Linked DNA regions of Mus musculus: all the other regions are linked to region 2. Evidence: chromatin contacts called from public Hi-C data. All regions are on one chromosome and are shown on one strand. The core of a region is the stretch at or near the end of the contact, and the rest is flanking DNA. Distances in the headings are between cores, read along the strand shown. Region 1 overlaps Dennd1a (DENN/MADD domain containing 1A). Region 2 has its middle 7.3 kb from the start of Gm13584. Region 3 overlaps Dennd1a (DENN/MADD domain containing 1A).

Evidence for each region. A called contact is a pair of places that touch in the nucleus more often than the background predicts.
Region 1: a Hi-C map of cerebral cortex shows a contact between it and region 2, with 3 times the contacts expected there. The contact joins two enhancer-like sites. A contact is called at or near these places in 6 of 39 promoter capture datasets (the C10 cell line, the HPC-7 cell line, cranial neural crest and 3 more), 1 of 15 datasets of contacts at CTCF or cohesin (the NIH/3T3 cell line), 4 of 484 Hi-C or Micro-C datasets (bone marrow-derived macrophages, cerebral cortex, embryonic stem cells and 1 more) and 12 of 115 datasets of contacts at active chromatin or transcription factors (astrocytes, craniofacial prominence, embryonic basal ganglia and 9 more).
Region 3: a contact with region 2 is called in a Hi-C map of Sertoli cells, with 4 times the contacts expected there. The contact joins two enhancer-like sites. A contact is called at or near these places in 2 of 39 promoter capture datasets (the C10 cell line and stem cell-derived epiblast-like cells), 2 of 15 datasets of contacts at CTCF or cohesin (large pre-B cells and pro-B cells), 10 of 484 Hi-C or Micro-C datasets (the 63-12 cell line, the G1E-ER4 cell line, the HL-1 cell line and 4 more) and 7 of 115 datasets of contacts at active chromatin or transcription factors (astrocytes, embryonic forebrain, embryonic hindbrain and 4 more).

Annotation. Positions count from the first base shown.
Region 1 is chr2:37,962,207-37,964,906 of GRCm38.p6, reverse strand. All of the region lies in intron 11 of Dennd1a (DENN/MADD domain containing 1A), which reads left to right. Among named protein-coding and RNA genes, the nearest start is that of Crb2, 190 kb to the right of the region's middle. Within about 2 kb of position 1,251, at least 35 of the 459 cell types and tissues checked have an H3K27ac peak or open chromatin away from gene starts, as enhancers often do. A contact at or near this core is called in cerebral cortex, where this site is marked.
Region 2 is chr2:38,374,756-38,377,455 of GRCm38.p6, reverse strand. No RefSeq gene overlaps it. Among named protein-coding and RNA genes, the nearest start is that of Gm13584, 7.3 kb to the right of the region's middle. Within about 2 kb of position 1,400, at least 33 of the 459 cell types and tissues checked have an H3K27ac peak or open chromatin away from gene starts, as enhancers often do. A contact at or near this core is called in Sertoli cells and cerebral cortex, where this site is marked.
Region 3 is chr2:38,110,906-38,113,605 of GRCm38.p6, reverse strand. The region is part of intron 5 of Dennd1a (DENN/MADD domain containing 1A); the gene reads left to right. Among named protein-coding and RNA genes, the nearest start is that of Dennd1a, 180 kb to the left of the region's middle. Within about 2 kb of position 1,340, at least 27 of the 459 cell types and tissues checked have an H3K27ac peak or open chromatin away from gene starts, as enhancers often do. A contact at or near this core is called in Sertoli cells, where this site is marked.

The DNA of each region.
Region 1 (2,700 bases), core at 2-2,501, 410 kb after region 2:
ATTTTAAAAAAATGTCATTTGGACAATGTACATCAATGTTATTTGAGGGTTTTTGTTGTTGTTGCTTTTTCCCCCTTCTTCCCATTCTGAGGAGAAGCCTATGGAGTCTGGTGGGGGAAGGGTTTGCAGCTGGCAGGAGCCTTGGCATATGCTGTAACTAAAAAGAGAGGGAATGTGTTGGTGGGACAAGCTACCGGAGAGCTGTCTCGGTGTGCTGCGGTACTCGTAAGTGTTCTAATTGGGAAGAATTTTTGGAGGACTATTTTGACATCTGCTCATGTCTTTGCTGATTTTTCTTCACTTAGAGTAGGAAACACAAGCTGTGGATAAAATGGCTTTAAAATAATTAGAAGAAAAGATATCTCTCCAAGTTGAATTCACCAGGGACACTTCTTAAGGAATGGGAACTAAAATCCACTTCTAGGAATCTGTCCTGAAACACAGAACTTCCAGCCTTCAGACTTTATGACCATGTGATATATATTAATGTCTTAAACACTTGAGGTAATTTTCAGCCAAGTGGCCTTGGTTGAGTTTGCTTCCATGTAGCAGAACACTCTGGAGCAATTAGTAACTGTCACTTAGCTTTTAATGAAGTGGAGTATTGCTTATGCTGTAATCAACATGAAAAACCAAGGGGGGCGTGGGGGGGGGGGGCGACGCAGTGCAAAGGATTTAGAGCAGAGGTAGAAAGAAGAAACGCAAAAGGGAATAGTTTAGAGTGATGGCTCCAAATGGTAAGCTCCGGCTTTCTGTAGAGGAAGCATATGTAATTTTTATATTACAAAAGGCAAGTCTGGTTTCGCACAACAGAAAGCAGGCCCAGAGAATCAGCTGTGACTGCCCACATGTAAAGGTGCTCAGTATGAATCCTGGGATTCTGGATCCATGAATCTGCTCTCTTCAGAAAAGTGTTAGAGTTAGACTAACCACAACCAGGACTGCTATCCTCCCTAGCTATGTGGCATTAGGCAGTTTGCTTTGTCTCTGAGCCTCCACCTTTGCCTTGAAGATAATAGGCTCTTGCCAGCATGATGTTGAAGAGAAGTGAGCTAACACACTCAGGAACCATCCTTCTCCACCAACACTCGCAACCACAGCCTTTCAGGAGAGAGCATCCTCTAGCCAAGATGCCTGTGATTCTTTCCTTGGGAACTATGAGCTTCAGGAAGCCCCTTGAGCCCATGCCAGCCCCTTTAGAAGAGGCCTTGCCACCGGCAGGGCAGCATTGTCCCATGAGAGGAAACTGCCGACCCAGCTCCTGCCTGGAGCCCAGTGCTGGAGACAATTCGGTTACTAAGGGGACCCTGGCCTGCTAAGTCAAGAAAGGAGGCCAGGGTTTTTCCTCTTCTTCAGCCTGCAGCCATTGTTGAAAAAGTAAACACTCCACACAGCTTAACCGGCAAGTCCTCCAGCCAGGAGTGGAAGGAAATCAAAAGCCTGTTCCAGCCCAGCCTCATAGAGCCTACAAGGGCTGATCTGTGCTGCTGAGGCAGCTCTGGGAACACAGAGAGAAGGCCCAATTCTGACCCACTCTCAACACCCACTCACAGAACCTTTAAGCCCAGGACTGCTCTCCAGTGGCCATTGCCTCCTGCCCCTTCTGTTTGGAGCTATTGGGAGGGTCAGATGAGGCAAGGCAAGAGATACTGGGGTATAGTGGTCCTCAGTTCAGTACCTGCAGCCTGGTGTCCCTCATCTATGCTCTCTGATCCTACCTCTGATGATAATCATCAGCCTTTGAAGTAAGAGCCAAGATGTTGCTTCCAATAGGCTACAGCTCTTCTGTCAACACATTACAAAGTAATAACTGCCATGTATAAGACCTCCTGAGTGCCTAACCCAGGGCATGTATGAACTCTGCTCTTTATAACAGCCTAGAACAGTGTTTCTCAGTCTGTGGGTCATGACCACTTTGGCAAACTTCTATCTTCAAAAAAATATTTATATTAAGATTCATAACAGTAGCAAAGTTACAGTTATGAAGTAGCAACAAAAATAATCATATGGTTGGGGTCACCACAACATGAAGAGTCACAGCACTAGGACAGTTGAGAACCATTTGTCTAGAGGGGACTGGTAAGAAGTGAGGGGCACATATATTCTAGTTTCACAGATAAAGCCACTCAGTCAGATGTGCCACTGTAAACAAGCTTTGTCACTTCATGGAGCCTCCCTTTCTTATCTCTGAAATGAGTGGTAACATCACTCCTTCCACCTTCTAATGGAAAAGAAAACACCAGTGGAGCAGGCATTTGTGAACTCTGAAATGTGTATGTCTTTAGTGGCCGAGATGATTGTGGTTGACCTTCCTGTAACTTCCTTATGATAAGGTTGCTAAGTCCTGAAGTCCTCTGTGAGTCTCAGTGTGCTCCTCTGCAAACAGGGCCTGTGCTTGCTAAGTCACAGTTCTACACAGCGCTCAGCAGCTGTGTTATTAACATCTTCTCATTTGCACCCAGCCTTCGAATAAAGCAGCAGTTAATAGAACCGTGGGCTTCAGAAGAGAGAGGAAATACATCTTGTTGAACCTCTCTGGTTCTCCACCAATGGAAAGTACTTAGTAGATGCTTGCAAGATGATGCATAGGCTCCTGGAAACGTCTATAGCAGGAGTTAGAGACTTTGTTACATGGAAAGATTCTAGGATTCAGTTTCTTGAGATTTTTTTTTTTAATCAGCTGTTAATGACATGTTCTTT
Region 2 (2,700 bases), core at 151-2,650:
GGTGAGCGCCAGCCAAGAGCTGGCGCCGGAGCCCCAAATTCAGGCAGGAGCTGTGCTTCCTCATCCCACCCATGAAGAGTCATCTGAAGGCTGGTGTGGGCAAGTGAGTCCACTACCCAGACTGGTCCCTTGCTGAGCAGGAATGTCACACACCTCTCTGCAGCCTGGTGATGGACATTCCCTCACCTCCCCAAGAAGAGCAGGGCCAGGAGAGGGAGGCAGGGCAGACACTGGGCCTTTTGTGTACTTCTCTCTGCAGAGCCCAGCCCTGAAACCTGTCCCCACCCCTTCTCCAGACTGGGCAGAGGGTGCCCAGGGCCCTTCTGGGAGAGGAAAGAATTCAGGCTGAGACCTGGAGGCTGAGCAGGGATCTGCTCGGTGACCTCTGCCCAAGGGTCCTTAAACTCTACCCTGTAAACCTTGATTTCTCATCTTTCAAAGGAAACTTGAAGTGCTAAACATGGAAGGGAGGTGGGGGAGGGGGACGACGAGGGTGATCCTCGGGCAGGGCAGGGGATCAGCTAGCCGTATGCTGTGTGGAAGGTGATAATGGTGGTCACCCCTCCTTGCCGTCAATACACTAACCCCCACCCAGTATGCCATGAACAGGTAGTGTCCTGTGGCCCATACAGACCTGAGTAGTCAGCCGGAATCAACACCGACTTGACAGATGATGAGCCCAGATTCAGGAACACACTGGACCCAAACACATACAAACACTCTTGCACTTTGGTGTGCTTTATCACAAACATGCTCCTAGATGTGGAAACACACACCGGACACACACACATCATATGTATATGCATATGCATCTCTGCAAATGCAAGCAGCCCTGCACACTAAGCAACACACACACACACACACACACACACACACACACTGCTCAGCAGGGAGACTACTAATAGCAGAGTATCCCACAGGCCAAGGATAATAACTTGCAGCTCTCCATCCCTCCCATTTTTGGGGTGTCCCTCACACTGGGGTCCAGAAAAGCTCTGCCCAAAGGCTTGGAGAAGGGGTCTAAAAGTTAGGCAGACATGTGGAAATCTGTGTGCCAGTCCAGACGCCCTGGGTTTGGCACTCTCTCAGCTCTCCACTTCACCTATTGCAGAAGTTGGTACACTCAGGCACTTAACCATGATCCATGATCACTCCAGGTTTGCTGATGACAGTACCCTCAGCCTGGAAAGGGTCTCCTGTTTCTGATGTCTCTGGGGGATTTCACCCTGAGACCTTCCTTAGGCTACCAAGGAAGAGGAGAAACTAGAGACTCGGGGCAATGCCGAGGTGCACCGCCAGGGGGCGCTCTCTGCCCGGCTGCGACGCTCCCAGGCAGGACCCCAGGTCCCACCTCCGATGCCTGCGGCTCTTGTCTCCCTAGGGAGCTGACCTGTCTGTTGGCAGTCGCCCCCGCAGGATGTCTGCGCTCCTCACTCCGCCGGATCCCACCTCTGCTCCGGCTTCCGCCCCCTCCCCAGTCCCTAGGGCCTTGCCTCCTGGGATAGCTCCAAGACAGGCAGCCACCCTCTCTGCCGGAACAGCCCCAAAGCCCCACCCTGCCCCCTAACCCCCAACCCCCAGGCTCTATCTGAGAACCACCAAGGCCATGCCCCTGCGGGACTGCCTCCCACACCTCTCTCTCGGTGGAGCAAAGACACATAAAGGAGTACTAGCTGACAGATGGCAAACAAAACAGCCTTTGCTCCAAGGCAAGAGCCTGTCCAGGCTACAGGCTCTCCACAAAATGCTGTGGCTGTGAGTTACACTCTACAGGGGCCACAAACTATGAAGCAGGTGTTATTACCTGACACCACCCCATTACAGATTCTAGAAGCTCGGAGAGGTGGGTGTTTGTCCAGAATCTGCAGTAGATTCTGGTTCCAATGCTGTAAGGACTGCTCTCTGACACTGGATGCCCCAGCTTTAGGACATGTCTATTAAGGATCTGCCATGTGCCAGGCACTGTACTGGGTACAAAGAAGAAGGATGTGGAATTTTGAACCTTTCAGCAGCTGGAAGGAGAGTTGAGTTACATCTGTGGACTTGTCCTCACATGCCAATTAGATGCTCCTGGCTGTGCTATGCTGGCCACACAGGGCTGGCTGGTGGACATTGGCTGATCTGAAGTGGAGTCAAGTCAAAAAACAGTCACTGTGTTTAGAAGCAAAGAGATATGCTAAGCAGGGGAGTTTCGGGGGGGTATGTGCATATTTGGGCTGGAGTTTGGAGAACAGGACCCCAGGGCAGAGCCCACCCAGTGTGCAACAGTCTGGCACACCTGGCTGGCTTCATGCCCAGAGACTGGTGCAGGTCCCAAGTCCTGCATCAGATATATGGGCAGGGACTGACTGTCAAAGAGCCACCAATGCCAGCCTATGACCACCTCACTCAGGAGGGGTAGGAGACACAGAAGAGTGCCTCCCACATCTGCTTGGGAGTCTCTGGGGTGGGGGTGGAATGGACCTATACTTGATGTCTTAAAGGTACTGAAACTTCAAGTCCCAAGTCTGTGGACCCTGTTCCCTTCTGCCTGCTCTTCCCAAGTTTTCTCCCACTGGATGGAGGGTCGTGTGACCCCATCTGCCCAGGCATGATCCTACTCCCTGTCTTCCACCTCCTCTTACAGCTAGATAATTTCCTCTTACTGAGCAAGCCATGAGGAGCAAGCCAGTAAGCAGCACCCCTCCATGGCCTCTGCAT
Region 3 (2,700 bases), core at 91-2,590, 260 kb after region 2:
GCATATAGCATAGTGTATAGAATAAAAATTAAAATTTACAAGCATAGAATTATAGAATTAGATAGTTATATTAGATACCATGAACTATTACATTTGTTGTAGATGGTTCTTTGATGACATGGAAAACATTTAGGGTGTAATTGCTATATAGAAAAGAGGAAGCAAGAGACAGATTTTTATATATGATATGATCTCTATTTTATAAAGCAATATATAAGAAAAATGGCTTGGATCATTGAGCATTAACCATGAGTGGGCTGCAGCGATGGCTTAGTGTTTATGAGCACTTGCTGCTCTTGCAGAGAGCCTGGGTTTGGTTCTGAGCATAAACATGGAAGCTTATAATTATCTGTAACTCTAGTTTTAAGGGCTCCCATGCCATCTTCGGACCTCTGTGTGCACTGCATGTACATGGTGCACTTACATATATGTAAACAGAACACCTACACACATAAAATAAAAATAATTAAGTATTAACAGTGGGCGTAGTTAGGTAATTTCTTGAGCATTTGAAAAAAAATTTTCTTTGGGTTTCTTTAAGAAAATAGCTGTTCTGGGAGTTTCCATTTGTTCATCTTGATCTAAGCACTCATTTTATCATAGTTTACAAATTTTTAACTTAGAAAAATTGCGTTTTCAATGCATGTCACCATTCTAAGTTCAGAATGTCAGGGAAGGGAAGCAGCACAGTGATACACGGTGCTGTTTCCCCTTAAGTCCGTAGAAGAGATTTGACCTTGCGGATCCACTTGGCTTTACATTTTCCACCTTGCTAGCTCTCAAACCATGAGCAAGTCACATCACTTCCTAAGCCTCAGTTTTATTTATGGACACATGTCAGACACATTATATGGTGTATCTTTGGTGCTCAAACTCATGTGGTCTTACAAGATTTAAAGCTGCTATCATTATAAAATGTGTTGTTGCTGCAAAGCATCTTTTGCCAGAGGTGGTGGTGAGGGTGTTGCCCACAAATTGCAGTAAAATATCATATTGATTTCAATAAGCATTTGGTTTCAGATATGTTCAAAGTTCATCTGCATTGTGGAATCATTCTGCAGTTGCAGTGGCAGTGTTCAGCATCTGCCCTTTTCATTGTCATCATTCTCTACCCACCTGACTGACCTTTTAATTTTCTTAGAAGTTTGTGTCTTGTTTGTGTAAAATGACGAGGAGCCTGTTCCCAATATGTGCCTCAAACCTGCTTTTTTATGGCCTCAGGATCTCTGTCAATAACCCGCTTTATGTTTTCAAAAACTGAGCCCCCGGGGAGCTGTCTGCACTGTTCAGTGTGATCCAGCTGAATTCCTTCCCTTCCCCACTCAAACCCTTTGATTTGCCAGGTTTTTGTTCATCCACCCTAAGGATGGTCTGAGATTACAAGTATGGCCTCTCTTGTGGTGAGAAGTGAGAATTGTTTTTAATTGAGCAGAAACATGTGGAGGGATCAGGAATATCTCAAGGGATTACAGAAAAATTTCAAATTTGTACTATGTACAGCTTGTGTTTAGAACAGGGTCTGCTGGGAATAAATGTTAGTTAGTGTGGCCTGTGACCTTAAAAACTGTTGACATGGACTTCAGCCAGAAACTAGCCACAGACCTCCTTTGTTAAACTCATTCACAGCCCCTTGAAAATTCTAGTCAGTGGAAGTTGCCAGCTCCAATCTAAGCACAGCCTTTTTTTTTTTTTTTCTTTTTTCCCATGCTTTGGAAACAGAGGATGCCCCTTAACCAGCAAGCCTTCTTTAATAGGACTACATGGCCTAAACGCAATTGGAATTGACAACTTCCTGGCTTGGGTTTGCCAACTGGCAGTGCTGGAAGGCTGAGGGGACAACAGCATTGGGGCGCTGTGCACTTGTGTTTATGTGTGTGCAGAGGAGACTGAACTCCAGGGCAGTGTGATAGCCGTTCACTCCAGAAGCAATGCTGTGGCCCTAATTGAACGTGTCTTTCAAGTGTTCTGGCTGGGACCAACACATCGGAGTTATCTTGAGATATTAATTTCTTGTTGAAGACAAGAAAGAAGCGGGAGGGCAGGAGGCAGCCTTTTCTTCTCTCATGGATGATGTCATCTTGTCAATGCTGGAGCAAATCCTCTGGTGTTGGGTTGCTCCAGTGTTTGGGGTCATCCCCATATCCCATTCACAATGCAGCTCTACGTGACAAAGTTGAGCTTCCCTCAAGCTAAAAGGGCAACCAGATATTTTTTCATTTTCTTCCCTTACTGAGGAAACTGATGAGCGAAATAGGTTAAGCAATTTCTCCTGTCAAAGGGACAAAAATAGGCCTTACATACAGAGGAGACAAGAAACAAATACCTCCTCTGGTTCTTCTCTGTGATTCAGAAGATTATATTGTCTTCAGCTGGTAGTTGATTTCAGTATTGTTGAGATGCTGATGGTGAACCAGGAGGCTGTTTTAGCTATCTGTTATCATCTTGAGGTACCATAAAGATGGTTGATACTTCTTCTTATCAGTGTGTGAAAGTTTGGTTGTTGGAGTAGAATATTTGTTTACATTATGGTGTTGAAATTGTTATTATTTTTTAGCAATTCTGCAACAGACTTAATACTTCAAAAAGCTGCTGAGGTTTGGCATGATTTCAGCCAGGCATGTGTGATGAGAAAACAGGGATGTCACATGGGCCCAGGAATATGGAAACTTTGCAAGGAAGAAATGATAGGATTTTCTAGGA